Linked DNA regions of Rattus norvegicus: region 2 is linked to region 1. The links are chromatin contacts, called in public Hi-C maps. All regions are on one chromosome and are shown on one strand. The core of a region is the stretch at or near the end of the contact, and the rest is flanking DNA. Distances in the headings are between cores, read along the strand shown. Region 1 has its middle 140 kb from the start of Ptger3. Region 2 has its middle 140 kb from the start of Cth.

The links. Hi-C and Micro-C count contacts between places; a contact is called where the count stands out from the background.
Region 2: a Hi-C map of liver shows a contact between it and region 1, with 3 times the contacts expected there. The contact joins two enhancer-like sites. A contact is called at or near these places in 2 of 12 Hi-C or Micro-C datasets (kidney and liver).

What each region holds. Positions count from the first base shown.
Region 1 is chr2:249,402,789-249,409,655 of GRCr8, reverse strand. It overlaps a transcript of Ptger3 not described here. Among named protein-coding and RNA genes, the nearest start is that of Ptger3, 140 kb to the right of the region's middle. Within about 2 kb of position 4,390, at least 4 of the 93 cell types and tissues checked have an H3K27ac peak or open chromatin away from gene starts, as enhancers often do. A contact at or near this core is called in liver, where this site is marked.
Region 2 is chr2:249,514,445-249,521,311 of GRCr8, reverse strand. No RefSeq gene overlaps it. Among named protein-coding and RNA genes, the nearest start is that of Cth, 140 kb to the left of the region's middle. Within about 2 kb of position 2,696, at least 3 of the 93 cell types and tissues checked have an H3K27ac peak or open chromatin away from gene starts, as enhancers often do. A contact at or near this core is called in liver, where this site is marked.

The DNA of each region.
Region 1 (6,867 bases), core at 3,141-5,640:
TGATGGAGTGGAGTGTGTTCCGAGCGACACAGATGAATCAAACCCATTTCTCCTCACATTACTTTTGGTTGTGCTGTTCTATCACAACACAGAAAACCGACTAATATGCATATACGTGTAGGGAAAGTAGAAAGCTGGCAGGCCAACAACTACGGAGGAGGGAAGGAGAGGCGGGGGTGGGGGGTGGGGTGGTTTTCTTTTTTCTTTTCCTTCAGGTAGAGTAGAAGAACTTCAATCAATGTGGTCTTGACAACAAAGTAAGTTTTTTTATTCCTCACAAGTTCGTCCTGAAAAATAAGACAAGCAGAACAGTGATTAAGACATCGACTGAAGTCACATAAAAAAACAAACAAACAAACAAACAAACAAAACAAAATCAGAAAGAACTCTTTACATGTTTAAGATTATGGTCATGGTGTTTAACTACCTAGAACAGAAGAATAAAGTTAAACTGAATTATAGAATGTGGAGAAATGAATGGCAGTATCTATGGAACTCATAAGCCCAGGAGACAAAAATATTACAATAGATATGCATTGTTACTCTAGGTGGGAACCACAGAGATATTTCTGAGAAGGCCCAGAAGAGAGAGTCCTCTACAGATGCAGAGATGTGGAAAAGCCTGCATGCAGATCTGAAAAGAGCAAATATTGTAAACAAGCTTCAACTTATAAGTTGATGGCAATACAGTTAAACCACAAGCTAATTCTCATTTAATATTAAATTATCATTAAAAAATAGTAAATAAGAAAGTGTAAGATATGTATCATTCTATAGGTAATCTAGCCAGACCTCTGTAGACAATGGACATGGGGAACAGGACCCTTGTTTAATTTTCCTTTCTGAAGCATCTTGGTTAAGTGTAGAAGTTCTCTCAAGGGTGGGAAGTGAATCTAACAGTGTTTTGTGGCCTTGGTTAGTTTTTCCATTCATCAAGAGAAAAAGAAGTAAGTCTGAAATCCACAGAAACGGTGGATTCACTCCTAAAATTTCTATTTCAGTTGCTTATTTTCATACTTGAGCTAGTGGGAAAATGTTTGCTTTCCTGGACTTCAATAGCACATAGCACATAAAATAGGTGCTGTACAACACACACTCTTGGTGCCTTGAGGAAGATCCTATCTGCTATGTTGTTAAAAATCTGTTCAAACTCATCAAGTCAATGGTCAAGAAGAGCTGTGTTTATCTATCTATCTATCTATCTATCTATCTATCTATCTATCTATCTATCTATCTATCTATCTATCTATCTATCCATCCATCCATCCACCCACCCACCCACCCACCCACCCACCCACCCACCCACCCACCCACCCATCTATCTATCTATCTATCTATCTATCTATCTATCTATCTATCTATCTATCTATCTGTTTGTTTTTACACTCCAGATTTTATTCCCCTTCCGGTCCACCCCACTCCGAGAGTTCCACATCCCAGTCCCACATTTCCCCCACCCCCATCCCCCCACCTCCCGTTTCCACATGGATGTCCCCACCCCACCCACCCCACTAGACCTCCAAACTTCCTGGGGCCTCCCATGGAAGAGGGTTAGGTGCATCTTCTCTGACTGAGCTCAGACCCGGGAATCCTCTGCTGTATATGTGTTGGAGGCCTCATCTCAGCTGCTGTATGCTGCCTGGTTGGTGGTTCAGTGTCTGAGAAATCTCAGGGGTCCAGGTTAATTGAGACTGCTGGTCCCCCTACAGGGTTGCCCTCCTCCTTAGCTTCCTCCAGCTTTTCCCTAATTCAACCAGAGGGGTCAGCAGCTTCTGTTCATTGGTTGGGTATACATATCTGCATCTGACTCTTTCAGCTGCTTGTTGGGTCTTTTGGAGGGCAGTCCTGGTAAGTCCCTTTTTGTGAGCACACCATAGGCTCGGTAGTGGTGCCAGGTCTTGGGGTGGATGCCACTTGAGCTGGATGCCACTTTGGGCCTGTCGCTGGATCTTCTTTTCCTCAGGTTCCTCTCCATTTTCATCCCTGCATTTCTTTCAGAGAGGAAGAATTATGGGTCAGAGGTTTGGCTGTGGGACAGCAAACCCATTCCTCACTTGATGCCTTGTCTTTTTGCCGGAGGTGGGTTCAATAAGTTCTCTCTCCCCGTGTAGGGCCTTTTGTCTACGGTTCTCCCCTTTGAGTCCTGAGAGTCTCTCACTTCCCAGGTCTCTGGTACTTTCTAGAGGGTCTTTCCAACCTCCTTCCTTCTGAGGTTGCCTGTTTCCATTCTTTCTGCTGGCCCTCAGAGCTTCAGTCCTTTTCCCCACCCAATAACTGATCATGTTCCCCTTTCCCCCAACCACTACCCATCCCTCCCTGCTTCCCTCCTGACTTGTGGTTACTTTCTTCTTCCTCCCAAGTGGGATCCTCACTTGGGCCCTTCAGCTTCTTGAACTTTTTGAGTTCTGTGGACTGTATCTTGGGTATTCTGTACTTTTTTTGTTGTTTGTTTGTTTGTTTGTTTGTTTGTTTGTTTTGGCTAATGCCCACTTGTTTGTGAAAATATACCATGCATGTCCTTTTACCTCTAGTTCCATCTATTTGCCTGTAGAACTCAGAATGTCCTTGTTCTTAATAGCTGAGTAGTATTCCATTGTGTAAATGATCCACATTTTCTGTATCCATTCTTCTGTCATGGGACATCTGGGTTGTTTCTAGCTTCTGGCTATCACAAATAAGGCTGCTATGAACATAGTAGAACATGTGTCCCTGTGGCATGGTGGGGCATTTTTTGGTTATATTCCCAAGAGTGGTATTTCTGGATCTTTAGGTAGGTCTATTTCCAATTTTCTGAGGAACCTTCAAATTGATTTCCAGAGTGGTTGTACCAGTTTGCAATCCCACCAGCAATGGAGGAGTGTTCCTCTTTCTCCACATGCTTGCCAACATGTGTTGTCACCTGAGATTTTGATCTTAGCCATTCTGACTGGTGTGAGGTGGAATCTCAGGTTTTGATTTGCATTTCTATGATCACCAAGGACTTTGATTGTTTCTTCAGGTGCTTCTCAGCCATTGGAGATTCCTCTATTTCCAATTCTCTGTTCTGGCTTTGAACTCTGGCATTAGTTTTAGCTACCCAGTTCAGAGTGTTACCAGAGGAGTGAGGTCAAACACCATGCCCTGGTAGGTCTAAAATGCTAGGCTCAGCTGCCTCCTCAATACATCAATTCAAGAGACAACTAATAGTGAAAAGCTGGGAAAAGAGATTAATTCAATGGTCTCATTCAGAAGAGAAACTGGAAAAGAAATCTAGTAACCACACCTTCCCAAGTGCATCATGGGAAGGGCCCCATCATGAGGTCTGTATTTAAATAGAGGGTAAGAAGTGTGCATAACTTAACAGTTGGGGCAAAGACGTAGCTCCTTCTGTCTTTGTCTCTGTTCTCATGTCTCTTCTGCAAAGTGTTCTGACAAGTTATCAGAATTGTGTGACATCTCTTTCTGGTAGGCAAGTACCCCCTCTGGCTGACACCAGGCTCCCAGCATGAGATTTCTGGGGAAATACCAATTTCCGAGGTTCATCATCTTAATAGTCTTAATAGCCAAAAGAAGAGGCACCAGGAGTCCCTTCCTCTTGCCTGGAAGGTTGTAATTGTTTCCATCTCTGTGAAATGATCAGTGGAAGCAAACCACAGTGGACCTTCAGTGCCTGAACATCACAGCTGCTCTTTCCCTTTCGATGAGGATGGTTTTCGTTCATTTCATTGTATATCACCCTCAGGAAGAACATAGAGAGAGGGAAAAAACACAAAATGAAATCCAGTCCCTAAGGTAACCAGTACTTCTAATTGATATAGTATCATGTTGTACTCTGAAAACTTATCACTGTGGTTTCAATTCTTCTGCTATTAGTAAAGACTTGAACCTTAATCAATGCCCAGCACAGTGAAAGCTGTGAAGGGTCTCTGTACAACAGAGCTGTGGAGTTGAGAATGTTTGCCAGAGACTTGGGAAAACTTAGGTAAGCTGTTCTAAGCTGGTATCTCTTATGCTCATAGGTAATTAGAGGCAAAAGAATATGTTATGTGAGATAGTTGTGACAATTAGGACTACATTACTGCCAGATAGGTTGGTATTCTGTACCTAATTGGATCCAAGTGGCCAGACCCTGGCAACTACGGTTGCTCAAGTGTCAAGCAGGGTGGTACCTGTTTCAGCTACCCAATACAGCTCTTTGCAGAACAAAACAGCAACAGAATTACTCCAAACTCTTGCAGGAAGAATTAATGTTCACTGAAGTTCTAGTGAAGTTTTGAAATCACTGGATTATTTGTTTTTCTCACGTGAATGCTTTTGCGTAAGTCGAAACTTTGATAACTATCAACTGGATAGCAAACACAGAGAGGTGTTACACACAGCAGATGTTGAGACTTTGTATTTTCAGCTTTTTCTACTTACTCACGTGATGGGAACAAGAACCTGCTGCCTTCCAGTAGCCCTGAGAGCAGAGAGGGCTGACTCTGCAGGCCTTGGCCGAGAGAGAGAGAGAGAGAGAGAGAGAGAGAGAGAGAGAGAGAGAGAGAACGAAACAGAGACAGAGACACACAGAGAGAGACAGAGGCAGAGAGACAGAGAGAAACAGAGACAGAGACACAGAGATAGGGACAGAGAGAGAGTGAGACAGAGAGATCTGTAAGACAGACCCACCCTCACACTGAACTTCAACCTTGGCTCCTGACATTCATAGATCGCCAGTCAGAAAGTGAATGGTGAGCCAAGTGAACTATGCAATGTCACCCTTCTAAACTAGGCAGCATGACCATAAATTTGGTCAGCTTTTTAAATGAGAGCTGGAGGAATTATCTACGTATTTCCACATTCCATTCCATGTCCTGGAGGACATGGCTTGTCACTTGCTGTTAGTTTTCTGCAATTTCTTTTTGATGGCTTCTTCACCTATGTGTCTTACAATTCCTTGGCTTTGTTTTCATCAGTGTTGTGAAGTTTCATATCTCTTGCAAGTTGTACAATTTTAATTGACACAGTGTTTCGTTGGCACTGGAGGCCCATTCAATAAAAGCTATTTCCTCCTGGTGGAAAGAAATCTACCTCTGAGTGGAGACAGTGGTGTTCCATAAAGATTAATCCCATTGGGCAGGTCAGTCACCTGACCAAGGATAGGAGGAACAATTATCCCTTTAGATAAATGTCCCAGTGAAGGCTTCTATTGCTGTGATGAAACTCCATGACCAAAAGCAAGTTGGGGTTAAGGTTAGGGTTCGATTTACACATCCATGTTGCAATCCATCACTGAAGGAAGTCAATACAAGAACACGAACAGGACAAAAACCTGGAGGTAGAAGATTTTCTCATCATGGCTTCCTTAGCCTTCTTTCTTTTAGATCCCAGAACCAACTGCCCTGGCATGGCACCACCCACAAAGGCTGGGCCCTTCCCCATCAATCACTAATTAAGAAAATGTCCTACAGCCAGATGTTCTGTGGGTGTTTTCTTCATTGTAGGACCCTCCTTTCTGATAACTTAAGCTCGTGTCAAGTTGACATAAAACTGGCCAGAACAGAAATTTTGCCCCTGCAAGTCATTCCAGAGCCTTCCTCGGATTCTGTTAGGTCTGTCCCCCTTTCCAACTCAAAAAAGGATGATTAACCCTTTAAAAATTACATATTTTTCTATTTTTCAGATTAAGATGTAATTACATTATTCCCCTTCCTCTAACTGCTTCCCTTAACGCCTTTTTCTTTTTTCTTTAATTGTTGATATATGTATATATCACATAAATTCCTAAATATATAAAATATAACCTGCTTAGTTTATATAACTTTACTCGTGTATATGTGATTTCATGGCTGACCACTTGGAATTAGATAACCAGTTGGTTATATTTTTCTGGGAGACCATTTCTCCTGCTCTCAACATTCCTTAGTTGGTTGTGGCTCTTTGTGTAGGGTTGAGGCCCTGTGAGCTTTCTCCAGTTCACATGAGCATGTCTGTTATCTGTTGTGTCTGCCTTGCTCAGGTCCTGTTTAGGCAGCCATGTTGATGATCCTATATACATAGCTGTAGCTTCTAGGAGATGTAATCTCACAGCACACCTCCTGCTCCTCTGACTCTTACAGTCTGTAAGCTCTCTTCTGCTACAGTTCCTGAGCCTCTTTTGTTGTCTTTTGTGCCTTTGTTTAAGACACTGGCCAGAGGGGTTGGGGATTTAGCTCAGTGGTAGAGCGCTTGCCTAGGAAGCACAAGGCCCTGGGTTCGGTCCCCAGCTCCGAAAAAAAAAAAAAAAAAAAAAAAAAAAGACACTGGCCAGATGTTTTATCTGGTGCTCTGGGTTACTCCACTCTTTCTCTAAAGCTCCCTCCCTCCCTCCAAGCCATTCAAGTCAATTGTTTGCCGTCTGCTGCTGTGGATGTCCAGGCCTAACTCAGAAACCGAGGTTTTCTCTCCTTCTCTCCATCCTCCTTCTCCAGGCAGCTGCTGAGATTTACGGTCCCCTTGCTCTGTTTTGTTTTGTTTCTTTTATTCTTATTCTGAAATCTCAAGCCGAAGATGCAAAATTTAAAATGAAAGTAATATCGAAACATTCCACTTGAACTCTCTATAGAAGATGTAAAACAAGTTTGAAGCCTGGATCCCTTGGGGAGTCGTTTTTATAAAGATTCACTCTTCCCTTGTATAATTTTAAAGCCAATCTAACCACAAAGGTCACTTACTACATCCAGGGGTGGTAGCTTCCCCTGCTTGTCATGGATTTACTTGCTAATGGAAGTTTTTTTTTTTTTCTCTCTCACAGCTGGAATACTTTCCCTCATCCATCTTTGCTCAGTGTGTGATCTGGTTCAGCTCAAGACAGTAACTTCAGAATACTGATAGCACTGCATAAGGGAAGTGTTACACCATCTGCAGATG
Region 2 (6,867 bases), core at 1,447-3,946, 110 kb before region 1:
TGGGGGGTTGGACATCTGACAGCATGGTTTCTCCTCTGTCATGTTTCATTGCGATGTTTAACAGATATCCTTGCAGTTTAAGGTGACACTTAAAATAAAATTCTCTCCTGATGATGGCTTGAGCCCTGCAGTCAATGAGAGAATCAGCAGAAGCTGTAGGGTTTTATTTGGAGTTGGCATTCTCTGTTGTAACTTTTATCTTTATTTTTTTTCTTTTTCGGTTTTCACTGGAAGGAAAAAGATGCTCATTTTAAATGTTGATGTGTACAAGTTGCTTTGTTGCAGTAAAATCAGTGCGCACACAAAGGACCTGATGCTTTTCTGTCAGAACAGATGCTCCACAGACCTTCCAAGTTTGACCTGCCTAATGACATCATGTCAAACTTTGTCTCCCTAACTTTGTATTTTTTTTTATATGCACTTTGCAGGATGACCTCAGGGCTAGGCAGATTGAGTTAAAGGGATTTCAATCATGTCTTAACGTCTCCGTAACTGAGTGAGCACAGCTTGCTGCTGTGGACTCATGTCCTTTATTTTTATCTCACATTTGGCATTTTTTTTAAAAAAAGGGCCTTGAGTTACTTGGATCTCACGGCAGCACCTGCTCCCACTGTCACTGACCTGATGCTCTAACGCCATCTACAAAGGACAGCTGCTGGTGTGACCTGGCAGTGTGAACTGACGGAGAAGGTGGGCTATCAGGGTAAGCAGTGAGGTGGTATCTGTCACGGGTGTAGCAGAAGCGCTCAGATGTGACTCTGAACTGGGTGGATGAAGTACTTACTGCTCAGTGCCATTGTGCAGAGAACAGTGCCTCGGGAAACGACCTGACGCATAAGCATTTTAAAGCTGTAAAATAGAGCTAAAACGAAATGCTGTTTTTTTTTTCAGAGATGATTAATGGACAGCCTGGTCAAATTCAAAGCTTTCTGATGTATAAAACTTCTTAAATGGAACTACTCCATCAATAGGCAATGTGTAACCCAAATCTGTCTAGATGGATAGTGTGTAATATCTGCACAGGACTTAAGATTCTGTTTAGCAAATACATTACTGTACATGTCAGAAATCTTGCTCTAATAAAGGAACATAAAGATTAAAAAAAACAAAAAGAATATGGAGAGAAGCATTCCAGAACAGATGACGAAGGCACAAAGCTGATGAAATATCCTGCTATCTAGATCCAGAAAGGCTGATTAAACTGAGGCGAGGGGAGACAACTGTGAAGCCCAACACTGCTGTGTATTTGTGTACTGTGCATGGTCATGTTTGAATTACACTTTAGAACACCACAGAGAAGGGACAGGATCTTCCTGTAGGCACCAGAGACCAGCTGACTCCTAAGCCACAGTTCAGACCATGAGATGAAGGGAAACTGAGCGCTTCAGAGAACACCAGCAGCCCACACTCTACAGGAGCAAGGGTGTGGCTAAAAACCCTCAATCCTATATTAAAACAGCTTGGAGAAACAGTAATATGCCACCAACTGTGTGCACGCAGAGGTGAGAGTGTGCTAAAACTGTTATGTCATCTGTGACCAAGGCACACTTTCAACTTTCTCAGGAAAAGGACTAGAAGTAATAAAATGATAAACTTTAGAAGAAAATAAAAACAGGATCAACAACAAACTCAAAAAGATAGTTGAATTTGTTTGAGGCACTTGTGTGTGTGTGTGTGTGTGTGTGTGTGTGTGTGTGTGTGTGTGTTTAAATTAATTAATTAATTTATTTATATGAGTACACTGTAGCTGTCTTCAGACACACGGAAGAGGACATCAGATCCCATTACAGATGGTTGTGAGCCACCATGTAGTTGCTGGGAATTAAATTCAGGACCTCTTTAAGAGCAGTCAGTGATCTTAACCCCTGGGCCATCTCTCCAGTCCCTCATTTTTATTTTATTTTATTTTTTTTAAGTAAATTGATCAGTGTTGAGAACAGCCCTGCCTGGAGCATGCTATCATGAACTTTATAGTTCAGGTGAAGTTTCAGGTAAGTAAAGATCAATGCATGGATGCTTTTGGTGTTAAAACAATAAAAAGATTTAACAGAATTAGAAGTATTAAAAATTAAAACTAACAAAATGGATAAACTTCTGATTTGATTGTTCAACACAGAAGAGAAAAACAACACATTTTCTCAGCGGGAAGAGGGTTGCAGCAGCTGGGAAGTCAGTGCTGATGGGCAGTCCCAGTCTTTAGGAAGTGTGCACATCGGCTCATACTTGAGTGATAGATTGCAGCTACCCATACAGCATGGATAGACACTGACAGTGTAAAGCTGAGAGAGAAGATGGTTGGTTTTAGATTATGTTTGATTAGATCCAAAACTAAAAAAAAAAAAAAATCAAGTAGTACTTTATATCTGTGTACATGAAGGTTAAATATTGAAAAGTAATCAAAGAAAGGATAAATGGAAAATAAGTATCATGCATTATTCTGAAGTAGAGGGGGGAGTGGTAGTGGGTTGGTGTCACATGCTCTAATCCTTAGTCTTGGAGGTACAGTGTGGTGAAGCCGTGGCAGTGCTGTGTAGCCGTGGCAGTGCTGTGTAGCATTTGCAGTGCTGTGTAGCCATTGCAGTGCTATGTAGCCATGGCCATGCTGTGTAGCCATTGCTCTGGGTTGACATACTCTGTCCTGGAGGAAAGAGATTGTGCAAGTTTTTATAGAGCTCAGGAGTCCAGAAAGTTACAAGTCCACAGTTATCTAAGCAGTGACAGTTGTTGGCAGGAGAGGCTGCTTGGCCCAAGCTGCCTGTAGGTTGTGTACAGAGCTTCAGACACAAAGCGTTTGCAAGCTGTTGTCATGCTAGGTTGGGTTGGACTTTTCAGCAATTCAACTAACTGCCTGAGTCACGATAGCTCATGTAAGTAACCTCTCACCTATGCTCCCCACTATGGCACTGGTTTGTTAAGCTAGACTTGAGTGGAACCATATCTCTGGCCAGTCACTGAGGCTCTATCTGCATAAATAAACATTCCTTCATGTCTCTCCAAGAGTCACCGTCACACTAATGAACATGTTATACATAAAAGCTTCGAAAACTTTCATGTTTTATAAGTGGACTTTAATCTTTTACATTTATTTTTTTTTTGCTTGGGGAGGGGAGGTCAAGGACAACTGGCAGGACTCCATCTTCCTCACCCTGTGAGTCTCTGGCATTTATTCTCAGTGGAGGTTTGGTGGCAACCACCTTTACCTTTTGAGCCATCTCACTTGCCCTGAACTTTTAAAAATGTAACACATTCTCTCTCTCTGTCTCTCTGTCTCTCTCTGTCTCTCTATGTCTCTGTCTCTGTCTGTCTGTCTGTCTGTCTGTCTCTCTCTCTCTCTCTCTCTCACACACACACACACACATGGATATTTGTTATAAAATCTGAGAGAGGATTCTGACATCTGCATTGTGAATCCTTATCACTTCTACTTACATAAAGTATGTAGTCATTTACTTGTTTGAGCAGGGTCTCTCTACATAGTCCTGGAACAAGCTGTGTAGTCTAAGCTGGTCTTGAACTCACAGAGATCTGTCTGATTCTACCTCCTAAGTGCTGGGATTAAAAGCTAGGTGCCAAGCTCTTGGGCTAATATCCACTTCTCAGTGAGGACATACCATGTGAGTTCTTTTGTGACTGGGTTACCTCACTCAGGATATTTTCTAGTTCCATCCATTTGCCTAGGAATTTCATGAAGTCATTGTTTTTAATAGCTGAGTAGTACTCCATTGTGTAAATGTACCATATTTTCTGTATCCATTCATCTGTTGAAGGAAATCTGTTTTTTTCCAGTTTCTAGCTATTATAAATAAGGCTGTTCATATACAGCAAACCAGTTGCTAACATTAAACTAAATGGAGAGAAACTTGAAGCAATCCCACTAAAATCAGGGACTAAACAAGGCTGCCCACTCTCTCCCTACTTATTCAATATAGTTCTTGAAGTTCTAGCCAGAGCAATCAGACAACAAAAGGAAATCAAGGGGATACAGATTGGTAAAGAAGAAGTCAAAATATCACTATTTGCAGATGATATGATAGTATATTTAAGTGATCCCAAAAGTTCCACCAGAGAACTACTAAAGCTGATAAACAACTTCAGCAAAGTGGCTGGGTATAAAATTAACTCAAATAAATCAGTAGCCTTCCTCTACACAAAAGAGAAACAAGCCGAGAAAGAAATTAGGAAAACGACACCCTTCATAATAGACCCAAACAATATAAAGTACCTCGGTGTGACTTTAACCAAGCAAGTAAAAGATCTGTACAATAAGAACTTCAAGACACTGAGGAAAGAAATTGAAGAAGACCTCAGAAGATGGAAAGATCTCCCATGCTCATGGATTGGCAGGATTAATATGGTAAAAATGGCCATTTTACCAAAAGCAATCTACAGATTCAATGCAATCCCCATCAAAATACCAATCCAATTCTTCAAAGAGTTAGACAGAACAATTTGCAAATTCATCTGGAATAACAAAAAACCCAGGATAGCTAAAGCTATCCTCAACAATAAAAGGACTTCAGGGGGAATCACTATCCCTGAACTCAAGCAGTATTACAGAGCAATAGTGATAAAAACTGCATGGTATTGGTACAGAGACAGACAGATAGACCAATGGAATAGAATTGAAGACCCAGAAATGAACCCACACACCTATGGTCACTTGATTTTTGACAAAGGAGCCAAAACCATCCAATGGAAAAAAGATAGCATTTTCAGCAAATGGTGCTGGATCAACTGGAGGGCAACATGTAGAAGAATGCAGATCGATCCATCCTTATCACCCTGTACAAAGCTTAAGTCCAAGTGGATCAAGGACCTCCACATCAAACCAGACACACTCAAACTAATAGAAGAAAAACTAGGGAAGCATCTGGAACACATGGGCACTGGAAAAAATTTCCTGAACAAAACACCAATGGCTTATGCTCTAAGATCAAGAATCGACAAATGGGATCTCATAAAACTGCAAAGCTTCTGTAAGGCAAAGGACACTGTGGTTAGGACAAAACGGCAACCAACAGATTGGGAAAAGATCTTTACCAATCCTACAACAGATAGAGGCCTTATTTCCAAAATATACAAAGAACTCAAGAAGTTAGACCGCAGGGAAACAAATAACCCTATTAAAAAATGGGGTTCAGAGCTAAACAAAGAATTCACAGCTGAGGAATGCCGAATGGCTGAGAAACACCTAAAGAAATGTTCAACATCTTTAGTCATAAGGGAAATGCAAATCAAAACAACCCTGAGATTTCACCTCACACCAGTGCGATTGGCTAAGATCAAAAACTCAGGTGACAGCAGATGCTGGCGAGGATGTGGAGAAAGAGGAACACTCCTCCATTGTTGGTGGGATTGCAGACTGGTAAAACCATTCTGGAAATCAGTCTGGAGGTTCCTCAGAAAATTGGACATTGAACTGCCTGATGATCCAGCTATACCTCTCTTGGGCATATACCCAAAAGATGCCTCAACATATAAAAGAGACACGTGCTCCACTATGTTCATCGCAGCCTTATTTATAATAGCCAGAAGCTGGAAAGAACCCAGATGCCCTTCAACAGAGGAATGGATACAGAAAATGTGGTACATCTACACAATGGAATATTACTCAGCTATCAAAAACAACGAGTTTATGAAATTCGTAGGCAAATGGTTGGAACTGGAAAATATCATCCTGAGTGAGCTAACCCAATCACAGAAAGACATACATGGTATGCACTCATTGATAAGTGGCTATTAGCCCAAATGCTTGAATTACCCTAGATCCCTAGAACAAACGAAACTCAAGACGGATGATCAAAATGTGAATGCTTCACTCCTTCTTTAAATGAGGAAAAGGAATACCCTTGGCAGGGAAGGGAGAGGCAAAGATTAAAACAGAGACTGAAGGAACACCCATTCAGAGCCTGCCCCACATGTGGCCCATACATATACAGCCACCCAATTAGACAAGATGGATGAAGCAAAGAAGTGCAGACCGACAGGAGCCGGATGTAGATCGCTCCTGAGAGACACAGCCAGAATACAGCAAATATAGAGGCGAATGCCAGCAGCAAACCACTGAACTGAGAATAGGTCCCCTATTGAAGGAATCAGAGAAAGAACTGGAAGAGCTTGAAGGGGCTCGAGACCCCAAAAGTACAACAATGCCAAGCAACCAGAGCTTCCAGGGACTAAGCCACTACCTAAAGACTATACATGGACTGACCCTGGACTCTGACCCCATAGGTAGCAATGAATATCCTAGTAAGAGCACCAGTGGAAGGGGAAGCCCTGGGTCCTGCTAAGACTGAACCCACAGTGAACTAGTCTATGGGGGGAGGGCGGCAATGGGGGGAGGGTTGGGAGGGGAACACCCATAAGGAAGGGGAGGGAGGAGGGGGATGTTTGCCCGGAAACCGGGAAAGGGAATAACACTCGAAATGTATATAAGAAATACTCAAGTTAATAAAAAAAAAAAAAAAAAAAGAACTTCAAGTCACTGAGGAAAGAAATTGAAGAAAACCTCAGAAGATGGAAAGATCTCCCATGCTCATGGATTGTCAGGATTAACATAGTAAAAATGGCCATTTTACCAAAAGCGATCTACAGATTCAATGCAATCCCCATCAAAATACCAATCCAATTCTTCAAAGAGTTAGACAGAACAATTTGCAAATTCATCTGGAATAACAAAAAACCCAGGATAGCTAAAAGTATTCTCAACAATAAAAGGACTTCAGGGGGAATCACTATCCCTGAACTCAAGCAATATTACAGAGCAATAGTGATAAAAACTGCATGGTATTGGTACAGAGACAGACAGATAGACCAATGGAAGAGAATCGAAGACCCAGAAATGAACCCACACACCTATGGGCACCT